Regions from separate parts of the Mus musculus genome. Here all the other regions are linked to region 1. A link is a contact called in public Hi-C data. All regions are on one chromosome and are shown on one strand. Each heading gives the region's core, a stretch centred on a gene start, on an enhancer-like site or on the middle of the called end of the contact. The rest is flanking DNA. Distances are from core to core; before and after follow the strand shown.

The links. Hi-C and Micro-C count contacts between places; a contact is called where the count stands out from the background.
Region 2: a Hi-C map of bone marrow-derived macrophages shows a contact between it and region 1, with 26 read pairs. The contact joins two enhancer-like sites. A contact is called at or near these places in 1 of 484 Hi-C or Micro-C datasets (bone marrow-derived macrophages) and 1 of 115 datasets of contacts at active chromatin or transcription factors (pancreatic cancer cells).
Region 3: a contact with region 1 is called in a Hi-C map of bone marrow-derived macrophages, with 2.6 times the contacts expected there. The contact joins two enhancer-like sites. A contact is called at or near these places in 4 of 484 Hi-C or Micro-C datasets (B cells, bone marrow-derived macrophages, nephron progenitors and 1 more) and 1 of 115 datasets of contacts at active chromatin or transcription factors (embryonic stem cells).

What each region holds. Positions count from the first base shown.
Region 1 is chr10:43,840,157-43,844,366 of GRCm38.p6, reverse strand. No RefSeq gene overlaps it. Among named protein-coding and RNA genes, the nearest start is that of 4933404K13Rik, 16 kb to the right of the region's middle. Within about 2 kb of position 2,521, at least 21 of the 459 cell types and tissues checked have an H3K27ac peak or open chromatin away from gene starts, as enhancers often do. A contact at or near this core is called in bone marrow-derived macrophages, where this site is marked.
Region 2 is chr10:43,639,700-43,643,909 of GRCm38.p6, reverse strand. No RefSeq gene overlaps it. Among named protein-coding and RNA genes, the nearest start is that of Gm34481, 17 kb to the left of the region's middle. Within about 2 kb of position 2,094, at least 79 of the 459 cell types and tissues checked have an H3K27ac peak or open chromatin away from gene starts, as enhancers often do. A contact at or near this core is called in bone marrow-derived macrophages, where this site is marked.
Region 3 is chr10:43,700,800-43,705,009 of GRCm38.p6, reverse strand. No RefSeq gene overlaps it. Among named protein-coding and RNA genes, the nearest start is that of Gm40632, 27 kb to the right of the region's middle. Within about 2 kb of position 1,904, at least 69 of the 459 cell types and tissues checked have an H3K27ac peak or open chromatin away from gene starts, as enhancers often do. A contact at or near this core is called in bone marrow-derived macrophages, where this site is marked.

The DNA.
Region 1 (4,210 bases), core at 1,272-3,771:
TAGCCAACGGGAGGCTCTTGGCTTCAATTTCCACACTGTATAAAACAATTGTAAAGTGCCCACCCTGCCATCTCCTCCAAGGCACATCCTAAAAAAGCTGGTTTCCAGATGATGGACTTTAAGTAGGTGATTAAGGGATTTGGCTAGATCAATGACAGATCAACTACGGATTCAGAACCGGGAGACACTATGGGGGTTGCAGGGAGATGGAAAGTAGTTAGTTAGGGGCCTGGATTGGAAGAAGTAGATCGCTGGGGATGTGTAATGTATGCTTAGAACTTTGTCTGTCCATCTACCCTCTGTTCACATTAAAGTGAGTTGGTTTATTCTACCATATGCTTCCTGTCACATTCCTCCTCCCCAACCCAGACCCCACTATGACGGAAGCAGCAGATGGAAGCCTTTAAAACTGTGAGACAAAATAAAGCTTATATCCTTTTAAACTGTCTCTCATCAGTTTTTTTAGTGTGTGTGTGTGTGTGTGTGTGTGTGTGTGTGCCTGTGTGTGTGTCTGTGTGTGTGTGTCTGTTACAACAAAATTCAACCAAGAAGCATCAGGGACTAGAATTGCACATAGAGCCAAGCCTTGCATAGATAGACATGTAAGCATTGCCCTACAGGCATTGCTATCTCATGGTTTTCTGGCTCAGGCCTTTCATCATGCAGGATGATTGTCTACTTGGTATGTTCAGTGCCCCCTCATTACCTCCTAGAGCCCTCACTCTGCACTCCTGGGAGGAACACTATAGCAACATTATTAGCTCTTTGCTACAACAATGTTTCTAGCCTTTCGAACAACCATGTTTCCAGCTCTTTGTGCATACCGGCTTGTGTTTTGTATCTGCCAGATGTGTTTGTTGTTTCCCTGGGTATAGTCATCAGTTCTCACTTTGTTTGTGACTGGTATCTTCTGCAGAAGCTGCTGTAATATCTTACCAATCCCTATTGCTCACCAGGCCTCACACCATCTTTACCATCCCCTGAAACTTCTTCTCTATCAGCTACCAGGGATTGGACTGCTAAGTAAACAAAAACTCATTCCCCCCCCCCCCCTTATTCCTTCCTCTGCGGTATTTATCTCATTATGGACTCATGGCATCCTACTTTAATAAATAGTTAATGCTTGGTGATTATTTATTTATGTGCATGCATGTGTGCTATATATGTGCATAAGTGCCTGCAGAGGCTTGAAGAAGGCAATGGATTTCATAAAGCTGTGGTCACAGGCAGTTGTGAGCTGCCTGATGTGGGTGCTGGATCTGAACTTGTGTCCTCTGGAAGATCAGTAAATGCTCTTATCCACTGTCTTAGTTAGGGTTTCCGTTGCTATGAAGAGACTCCATAACCAAGGCAACTTTTATAAAGGACAACATTTAGTTAGAGCTGGCTTACAGGTTCAGAGGTTCAGTCCATTATTATCAAGGTTGAAACATGACAGCATCCAGGCAGGCATGGCATGAAAGAAGCTGAGAGTTCTTCTACATCTTGGTCTGAATGAAGGCTGCTAGTGTAAGACCCCTGAAACTGGGCCTCCACTCAAGTCCTGGGATGAGCTAGCCGGCACCCCAGTGACTCCAGAGAAAACCACACCTGATGCAAACTGCAAGAGACTTTATTATCAGTTAGCTGAGGACGAACTCCTTCTGCCGAGCAGGGCAGGGGAGTTCGACCCCTAGCGGTAACAGTAGGGGGCTTTTAACAGCTAGCTGAGGAATTGGGAGGAGTTGGGAGGAGTTGGGCTACAGCTCTTCTCTGCCAGTCTCACACTAGGAGAAGAGTGATTGTCTCCCAGGCAGCTAGGAGGAGTGTCACCAAGCCTACCCCACCACACACACACATTGACACACTTCCTTCAACAAGGACACACCTCCTCCAACAAGGACACACCTCCTAATAGTGACATTCCATAGGCCAAGAATATTCAAACCACCACACTGACTGAGCAATCTCTCTAGTCCCTCCCCCATTCTTCTTTTTATTGTTCAAATTATTCTCAATCTGGTCAGAGCCACCCATTCATGGGGTCGTGATATTCTTCTTCATGGCCTCTCATTTTTATTTTGTAGCACAAGATGGTATCCAGAGTAACCAGGGAAATAAGCCTCTTAGCATGTCTGTGAAGACTTATCTAGATTAAATTAATTGAGGTAGGGAAAGCCAACCTACCATGGGCAGCAGCATTCCACAGGCTATGGCCCAGACATCATAAAAAAGGAGAAACCCTGCTGAGCATGAGCCTTCCCATGGCCCTGCTTCCTGAGTGTGGGTCAATGTGACTGAAACTTCTGCTGTTGTGACTTCCCCACCATGGTGCACTGGACCCTCGAACTGTGAGCCCTCCCTTGAGTTTCTTTTGTCAGGCACTTGTGGCAGCAATGAACTGACTCCTAAAGAGTTTTTAACAAAGTCTCAAACGTTCAACTTTGCCAGGTGAAAGTCTGCTAGCTCAGAGGGGCAGAGAAAGCACACAGCTGACCTTCTTCCTCAGTCAATGTCCCCAGAGGAAAGGCACTTCCCCCCAACGCCCCTCCCCCCCACACACACTGTCTCAAAACTCCACTGAAACTGTGTCCTTCTCCCTGTTCCTGTGCATTTACTCTGAATCTTAAACAGGAAGCCAGGACCCCACCAAGAAAGAGGGAGAGGAGGCTATAGCACAATGGAGACAAGGGGAACTCTTCATTTTTTTAAAACTAGCATACAAAGTAACTTGATTCTGCCAAGCACTCTGGTCGAATCAACTTGACAGGTCTGGAAGCCACTCACGAGGCAGAGAGTTTCACGGAAGCTCACCTCCTGGAGTTCTGGCGTTCTCTTTAACCAATAAACTCATACCCTATTCCTGAGTTAGTCTGGTGTATGGATCCACGTGCTCTCTTTTAGTATTATCCTATTATAAGTGCCTTTTAAGATTGAATTCTGACATAGCTAAGCCTTCATCAGTTTTCCAACATCCTAGAAAGTCCTTGAGCAGACCATGGGCTTGCAATTCAGTAAGAATGCTGCCTATTCAGTGACATTCAGAATAGCCTCTGGTACTACACTATCACTTTGAATAAAAGCTTAGTCACTGCCCTACACAGGAATTTAACATCATCTAGGAAGAAGGAAGTTTGAGACCTAAGGAGGAACCAGGATACTTAGAACTATAGATAGCTGAGTTACACCCATACACAACTTATTTACAATGGCCTAGGGGGAAGGTGGACTATACAATAGACTAAAATAGGAACTATGGCAAGGGCACGAAGCCCTTGACCCTGGCTTCTAAGATTAAGTGGACCTTAGGTGGAGCTCTTTTTGATCCCAGTTGTTAACAACGAATTCTATCCCAGGTGGTTCCTGTCAGACCTTCTGTGTTTGTATTCCTCTGTTTTGTGTAAGAATCCAGTAACCTCTTTGTATCTTGCTGGTGTGTCACCCAACTTCCCTATTTTCTTCTGTATAAAAAGTTTGATGCTCGATTTGACAAATTACATTCAGATTCTACACAACCTCTCCTGTGTGCATCTGTCTGTCATTTCATCCCACGCTTTGCCCACCTGCCCCAGAGACCCGTTCCACGCAGACAAAGGGATCCAGAGGGTCTGCGGCATGCTTCAACTTGCTTCATCCTGTTCCTATACTTTGTTTTTCTCTGTATTCCGCAATCCCTCCCTTCAGTCACCCTGCCCCGCCCTGTATGTTTCTGCCCAGAATGTTCTTTCCATTTCCTTGTCACCTGGGTTCTGTCACCCTCCCAAGTCCCTCCTTAAAATCTTTCTCCCTCCTTGCTCCTCCTCCTAGTTTCATGACATGTTCCGAAACCAACTCCTGCATAAGTACATGTTTGTGACAACCGAAAGCCAGAGTCTGCCTAAGAGAGTAGAAGTGCAGTCTTCAGAGTCTGAGACTCCTCACTTAGTAATCATTTCCAGATCCATCCATTTCCCTGCAAAATTTCACATTTCATTTACCTTTAATGCTGACTAGAACTCCGTTGTGTATACATGCTACATTTCCAATTCATTATCCAGTACATTCATATGTGTGTCATTATCATTTCGTCAGGCGATGGACATCTAGGCTGATTCCATTTCCTTCTTATTGTGAATTGAATACCAATAAACATGAATGTATAAGGCTCTAGCACAGCTTACAGGGTCTTTGGGTCTTCTGTCCTGGCGACAGAGCTGGGCCATGTGGCAGTTGTTAGATTTTGAGAATCCAC
Region 2 (4,210 bases), core at 845-3,344, 200 kb after region 1:
TCATCAGTTCACTGGAGGAGAGCGCAGCATGCCACCCTAGAACGTATCACTCTGGCGTACTGATCATTCTGAGCTGAAGGAGCTTAAGAAGAAGCAGACACAGAGTAGATCCTCTTTTCTCCCCTTTGGGGGAGGCATACATTCCCCGTGAGAAAGCTGCCTGCCTGGCTCCATGGTGAAAATATTCTTATCTGGAGAGATGTGCAGTGCATGCCAAGAGGAATCTAGGCAAACAAAACCTATGTCCCATCAGCTTCTCCTGTATATTTCCCATTCACACTCCCATGTCCTGATGTGGACACAAGCCCCTTCCTCGTGTCTAGCTATTTCTATACGTGTCATCCACTGCTGAAAATATACATAAATGTTTTATCCTAGTAACCTCTTTGAAGTTTTCATTTCTTTGTCAAAGTTCTCTGTGTCAAGTAAATTTTTTTTAATTTTTAATAAATTTGACATTCATTAATATTATTAAGACAGGGTCTCTTGTAACCCAAACTGGCTTTGAACTCACTTTTTGTATTAGAGGGTGACCTTGAACTCTTGATTCTCTTGCCTTTACCTCCTCATATATACAACTGGGCCCAATTCATTTGGGGCTGGGGATTGAACCCAGTCCCTGACTGTGTTAGGCAGGCACTCTACCAACTGGGTTCTACTCCCCAGCCCCAGGGGAAAATCCTAACAACAAGCTCTGTACTTTTTTCTTCTGTTATTCTGTCTTTGGTCAGCTTTGGGCATATAATTTCCCCCTGCAATATTTTATGTTGTTCAAATCTCCAGTCTTTCAATCCCCCTCCTTGCTTAGGCCTCTCTTATGTGTCTCCTAAAAGGCAATTATTTTCCAGTTACTCAGAGTGGGCCTCTGTCTGGTAGCTCATTTATACCATTTATCTACCATTAGCTTCCATTTCTATTTTGATTGTTGCCAGAGAAAGTTAAAGGTAATGTTTTAGCAAATAAATTTATCTTGCAAGGCTTGATGGCACACATCTTAAATCCCAGTATATGGAAGGCAAAACCAGACAGATCTCTGTGAGTTCAGGGCCCTGGTCTGCATAGCTAACTCCAGGCCAGCAGGACTCCACAGTGAGACTGCCTAAAAACAAAACAACAGTACATCTGCCTACACATGATGGAGACAGAACCGGTATTTAACCAATTTCTGTTTCACTTTTCTCTTACTAAGCATATAGAAACTCCATTTTCTGGTCTAGTGTGCGTGCGTGCGTGCGTGCGTGCGTGTGTGTGTGTGTGTGTGTGTGTGTGTATGTTCACAGGCCCCCTCACAACTTCCTCATGTAATCGTTTCTCCTCTCTGTGTTTGACAGCACTCTCTAGCAGATCACCAGATCCAGCAATCTGAGGATTGTCCCCAACTCTCCCTCTTCCTTTATCCAACATCATACCCAGTTACTCTAACCCCTCCCCACCAAAATTTTTCCATTTTTAACGTCTCCTTTCCATCTTCAATGTCACCCGGTTTCTGCTGATTAATCAGGTTTCCTGGGTTCCCTGTCATGTGCCCTGTTCTCTCTCTCCTGTGCAGTTTCTTATTTCACTTACTGACTAAACTGCACCATGGCCTGCAGGATTTCTCCTGGCCCTGCCTGTCTCTCTGGCCTGCTCTCAGAATTCTCCTCCTCCTCCTCCTCCTCCTCCTTCTTTTCCTCCTCCTCTTCCTTCTCCTCCTCTTCTTCCTCTTCTCCTTCCTCTTCCTTCTCCTCTTTTCTCCCCCTCTTCCTCTTTGTCCTTCCCCTTAAGTTTGTATTTAGCCCTCAAGTCCCCCAGAAGGACACCCTGAGCCTCTACTTAAAGTCCATCCCTTTTTAACTTCTGTCATGGTAATTAGTCTCTGTAGAAACCTTTGTGACACTCTTTTTTTGTTTGTTTGTTGGGTTTTTTGGTTTGGTTTGGTTGCCCACACACACACACACACACAAGACAGGGTTTCTCTGTGTAGCCATGGCTGTCCTGGAACTTACTTTGTAGACCAGGTTGGCCTCAAACTCAGAAATCCTTCTGCCGCTGCCTCCCAAGTGCAGGGATTAAAGGCATGTGCCGCCGCCGCCACCACCACCACCACCACCACCCGACTTTGTGACACTCTTATCTGTTCTGTATTCACTGGCCTGCCTTCTCCAACAGAACAGCTGTGTGCACAAGGAAAAATAATAGCAAAGACTTTCTTTGTGTTAGACCCGGCCTAGGTGTTTTATGTATGTGAGTGCAGAGTGTCCAGCGTCTCCTGGAAACACCACCTTTTGTTTCCTCATAACCACACTTCCCAGAATGTATGTAGTGCTCCACAGAGTTCGTTTGTTTGTTTTAGACAGGTGGAAATTTTTCTAGTTAAACCTCCCAAAGCCTCATATGTTTAGCAGAACAACATGGGGGAAATTTTTCCAGTTACCTCAAAAATTCAAAGACAGAACACAGCAACGTGTCAATTGAGAATGATGTCCCTGTGTCTTGGAAGGGGATGTTACTTATAAACGGCCATGTGTCTGTAAAAGAGGAAGCTGACAGAGAAGCTCTGTCCTGCGTGATGCCAGCCATAGACATTTTGATGTGCGGTGAGGCTCCACAGAGAACATGTGACCTTCTAGTGCTGCTGATACTAAGGGTGACCTCGTAGCCTCTGGATCAGATGAGTCATGGTCTGTGGTTGCGTTTGTCCCAAATGCCCTTTCCTAGTACTTTCCATGCCTGGCCCTTGCTTTTGCCTGATGCTAAACCAGAAAAGTCTATGGCGTTTCTAGGAGAGCGTTGGGTGAACCGGGGTGAGCAGGCATTACAACAGGACCACGGACAACACACCCACAACAACTGCTTCAACTCTCCAGCAATCGGCACTTCCCACGCGACAGGATCATGCTTTAAGACAGAGGTACAGGGAGGGTAAAAGGCACTTACCCTTGCAAATTGACTGTTTAGCATCAGCGAACAAAACTCACAAAAAAACAAAATGAAGGAAAATATTTAAGTAAGTCTGTGGAAGGTCACAGAAATGTGACACAAAAAGACTGGTCAGTGAGGCCTGCAGACGCCTTTCTCTTCTGTTTCGTTCCATTGCTAATACCAAGCCTCACGCATGCTCAACAGCTGAGCCACATCCTCATGGGATGAAGACAGTAAAGGGGAGAGCACACAGCTTTCTTACAAGAGATAGGACAGGTATAGAAATACAAATGACTTTTTGAAAGACATGTCACCCAGGAAAAATAGTAACACTGTGCACCCAGGTTGGTACAGACTTCTTGTCTCAGAAGATGAGGTCCTGATGGTGGGAGAGGGTGTGAAGTGGATTTCTGTGGGGCAACCCTCTGCTCTGATACAGAAGGGATTATAGGACATGAGACGCCTCCAACTCAAACAATGTTCATAGGAAGTGGTGTATGTGGCAGTGGCACACCAGGAAACCCCTCAGGAGGCCCCTCGGGAGGCCCCTCGGGAGGCCCCTTGGGAGGCCCCTCAGGAGGCTTACTGCATTTCAATGATGCTTCATCTCCATCCTCAGGGCAGTGCAGGAAGGTGGATAAAAACTCACTGATTAAATCTTGTGATGATAACTGACTTCTGCTCTTCAAAAACACCAAAGTCTTGAAATCAAAGACTGAGGAACTGGTGTAGATTGAACACAACTAAAGCGTGACCAGATTCAAAGACATATGCACCAAGTGACTCCCAACTGCATCCTTTTCTTTCTCTTCTTCCTCTTCTTCCATCTCTTCCTCTTCCTCCCCCATCTCTTCTTATTCCTCATCCTCCTCTCCCTCCTACTCCTTCTCCTTTCCTTCCCCTGCCCTTCTTGAAACCCAAATTCACTACTTGGCTGGAGTTTGCTCCAGGCTGTAATCCTCTTACCTATGTCCCTAGGTCTGGTTTGTACTAGGATTATAGGTGTGTACCACCATACCCAGATAGACCAGTGTCCTTCATTCAAAATGAGACTACTGTGGTAGCTGGTAAATCCTGACTGAGAACTAGCTGTAGATTAGAAGGTAGGAACCAGCTTGGAGACATAGGGAACGTTCCTGTGGCTCAGTTGGAATCCTTTCCCAAAGGACTATGGAAACAAACTTCGTGTTTGTGTGTGTGTGTGTGTGTGTGTGTGTGTGTGTGTGTGTGTGTGTGTGTGAACTTGTCTGTTGCTGTAATAAAACAATGACCCAAAACAACTTGAGATCATACTTCACTGAGCTATTCC
Region 3 (4,210 bases), core at 655-3,154, 140 kb after region 1:
CCATGAAGGGATTTTTTTTCTTTTGCATAGATGAGTAAGCCAAGTTTTGTAAGAGGGGGACCCCCATCTACGACCAAGCCAGGGCCATACCGCAGCCTGTGTTTGTCCCTCTCTGTTCTGAGAGCTGTTCTCTTGTAGGACCCCATTCTGCCAGCAACCTCTGCCCATGGCTGTGAAGGCCTCGCTGGGAAACCTTTCCAGCTAATTAGATCTTAACTTATTCTCTATTCCTGCCATCTAACTTTGTCCTTGAGGACTGGGGTGTTCAGAAGCCCTGGCTGCAGTCAGCAGGTATGGGTCTCTATCCTGAACTTCATAGACTGTAATAAGGACCAAATGGAGGGGCAGTTAGCATACAGGGAGCTCTCAGTGTAAATAACTGACTATTATTGTTTTGCTTGGATTAATTCATATAGATTATTTCCCTCAGATTCTGGAAACCATAACCGAAGGACCTCAAGCTGAGTATAATGTACAGATAATATTACAAGAATAGCCCAGAGGGATGGCTCTGTGGCTAAGCGCACTGGCTGCTCTTCCAGAGGACCCAGGTTTAATTCCCAGCACCCACATGGCAGCTCAGAATCATCTGTAACTCCAGTTCCAGGGAGGTCCTCTTCCGGCCTTCAAGGGAACTGTGTGAACGTGGTGCACAGACATATATGATAAATCTAAGAGAAAAAAAAATCAGAAGAAAAGTATAAGGATTTTAAAAGAAAGAATATACCTCGACAGACTGTTTTCTGCATTTTCAGAATAGATTTACATTTTTAAGATGTGCTGCTAAAAATGTATAACCTATTTATTAAATGAACTGATAACTTGAAGGCATAACTACATAAAAACAATCAACTAAGCAGGGTGGTGGTGGTGCACGCCTGAGATGCAGAGGCAGGAGGATCTCTGAGTTAGAGGCCAGCTTGGTCTATAGAATGAGTTCTAGAACATCCAGGGCTATACAGAAAAACGTTGTCTTGAAAAAAACAAAACAAAAAGCAATCAACTACAATTATTATTAGCTGCCTGTATATATTTATATGTTAACAGTTCTTGGCACATTTTAAGATTAATTATATTTAACTATAATGACAAATGTCAAGTTGTTTATTGTAGACTACTGTAGAATAAAAAACTGTAGAAAAGGAAATAGAAGTCACCCGTGCTCACACCATTTAGAGGTGATTACCATTAACATTTTAATTTATCAACCTCTATAGTCTTTTATAAAATTACTTAATTCTCAAGTAAGATTACTCTAGACCAGAAATATAGCTTGGGGGCCGAGGACCTCTCTCTCATGTATGGAGCCCTGAATGCTATCCCCAGCTGCTCAAAGAATTCCTGAATATAACATTTTATAATGAGAAACTTACATCTCATTGTTCCTTAAGATGCAAGATTGGTACTTATATGTGGGGAAAGTGGAACCATGCCACCAGACAGAAAAATGGTAGGTCGAGCAGACTCAACCCAGTAAATCTCGTAATTGAGAACAATAGGTCTCAATCAGCTCCCGACCCGGTTCCTATCCTGGAGCACGTGACCATGACAACCCACAAAGAGGACCATGACAGCAGAGCGTGGAAACCCAGATTTCTCCATGCCAATGAGGCATCTAGCCAGACCCCGGATGTCTAGCCAAAGAGCTTCCCTTCCTGGGCATCCTTATCTCTGGTTCACCCCTAGTACATTGTATGCATCCTTGTCTGCTATGAATAAACACTTTGGACAATCGAGGACTGTCACCTTCATCAAGGACCTCCACAGGGAGAAGTTTTCTTCATACAGAGCTGCACCTAAGTCTCCCGAAGACGGCAGAGGCCCCTCCGCCCTCCTGGCACTCACCCTGAACTAAACCGGATGTCAGAAGGAGATGATGCATAGTGAAGTTTCAGACAGGCTTCCCCATTCCAGCCCCACCCCCCACACTGCTGCTTTCTACCAAACCCCCTAGGGAAGACTAGTGCTACCTCCTTTGGGTGCTGTTCCCAAAGCCTGCACTCTGCCCCCAGCATTTACAAAGCCCATTAACTCCAGATATGACCAGCAGAGGATGGGAGCCTGAAGCAAGTGGCTCTATTATCCAAGGCAAGCTTTGGATGGCATAGTGAAACCTTACTTAAGGCAACAATAACAACAATAAACCCGATCCATGGGAAGCTGAAGCAGGGGGATTGCTGTGAGTTTCAGGCCAGGCTGGGCTACAGAGTAAGACAGCAGCAGCCAAAAAGAGATCTGGTAAAACGAGCAACAATGTGTATCACTTAGACAGAGTGTTCTATAACATACAGAGACTGTTCATGTCACATTTTAGTGTCACATTCTTACCACAGGGGTTGCATAACAGGCTCCCATCTGACTACTGTATACCCTGTACCTTTGCTGACTACATTCCCTTGTGTTTGGAGTTCAAATTGAGGTCCTGGGTCAGGGCTGGGCTGGGCAGATGTTCCTCCTATATCTTGAGTATGTCTCCCAAAGTTCACAGACTAGAAACTAACCCCTCGGCACAGCAGTGTGGGGAAGTGGGAGCTATAGAGAGAGATATGAGACCATGGAAGCTCTGCTCCTAATAGCACAGCAGTGAGCTAGCCTCACAGGAACAGGCTAGTCACCTGTAGGCTGGCTTCTTTTGAAGTCAAGTTCAGCTCTCCCTCGTTCTGTGGCTCCAAACTTTCTCACCATATGTATTGGCTAGTTTTGTGTCAACTTGACACAGCTGGAGTTATCACAGAGAAAGGAGCTTCAGTTGAGGAAATGCCTCCATGAGATACAACTGTCAGGCATTTTCTCAATTAGTGATCAAGGGGGAAAGGCCCCTTGTGGGTGGGACCATCTCTGGGCTGGTAGTCTTGGTTCTATAAGAGAGCAGGCTGAGCAAGCCAGGGGAGGCAAGCCAGTAAAGGACATCCCTCCATGGCCTCTGCATCAGCTCCTGCTTTCTGACCTGCTTGAGTTCCAGTCCTGACTTCCTTTGGTGATGAACAGCAGTATGGAAGTGTAAGCCGAATAAACCCGTTCCTCCCCAACTTGCTTCTTGGTCATGATGTTTGTGCAGGAATAGAAACCCTGACTAGGACACCATATATCACTATACTATGTTAGACTACAAGAAGCTCATCCCCAGACATAGTCCCTGCTCTTCGACCCCCCACCCCTCCCCCATGCAAAGCCCCAAGCCAACACATTTCTGTTTACTAATTACCCAATCTCAGGTAGTCTTGTCATAGCATGGAAAACTGACCTCGATACTGTTATTTCTCCTGATTGCTCTGCTCCTGTCTCCAGGAGACCTCTGGTCCAAGGTTCTTTTTCATGGATTTGGTTCCCTAAGTAAACAGGTAACGGAAGATTGAGGCGCTCATGACCCTTACGTTTATGACCAGACTACATTGCAGAAGTTGCGGTTTGGGCTCTCTTTGAAGGGAAGGGATACTTTTTAAAAGGCATTTGTTAGTCTTTCCAAAAAAAAAAAAAAAAAAAAAAAAAGAAAAAAAGAAAAAATAGATGAAATAGCCAATTTTAGCTTAAGTGGTAAGGCTTTGTTATCTAAGGAAGGTAATTACCATCTCTCATTCCCCTATCACCTAACACAAGATGTGTGCATGATGCTCAACTTGCTCTGAATTGTACATTTGCTTGGAACAAATACAAGATAGCCAAGGATGGTCATGAGACTACAGCATAGCTCGAAGGGAGCTAACATCCCCTACAGTCCACAACCTGGGGCAGGAGAGGACAGGAAGCACTGCATCCACAGTAGGCTGCTGTCTTTATCCATAAATTAAGTGTGATTCACGGAAGAGCAAGGGATGCCAAATTGACAAGGGAGAGGCAATGTTGGCTTTGCACCATGACAACCAAGCTAAACAGGAACTATGTTTTCAAGAACTGCCTTCTCTGTATACTTCCAGGTCAGGGTTTGGCCACAAGATGTATTTCCATCAGACCTGGTGAGATTGAAAAAGTAGCTATGCTCTCCATGCTCTGGAGGAAGTGTGCAGATGCTGGCACGACAGCAGCCCATGTGGAGAAGGCGTGAGAATACGGACATGCAGCAGCCAGTGAACACTTGCCGGCCTGGTGGGCTGGCCTAGTGGTGTGGGGCAGCACCCAGTCGCATAGCTTCCCCAGCATCTACCACAGTTCCTCCAGTGATCTCTGAAGCCTGGGCCAAGTGTAAGAGAAGCTCCCTATCAGTAGACTCCAG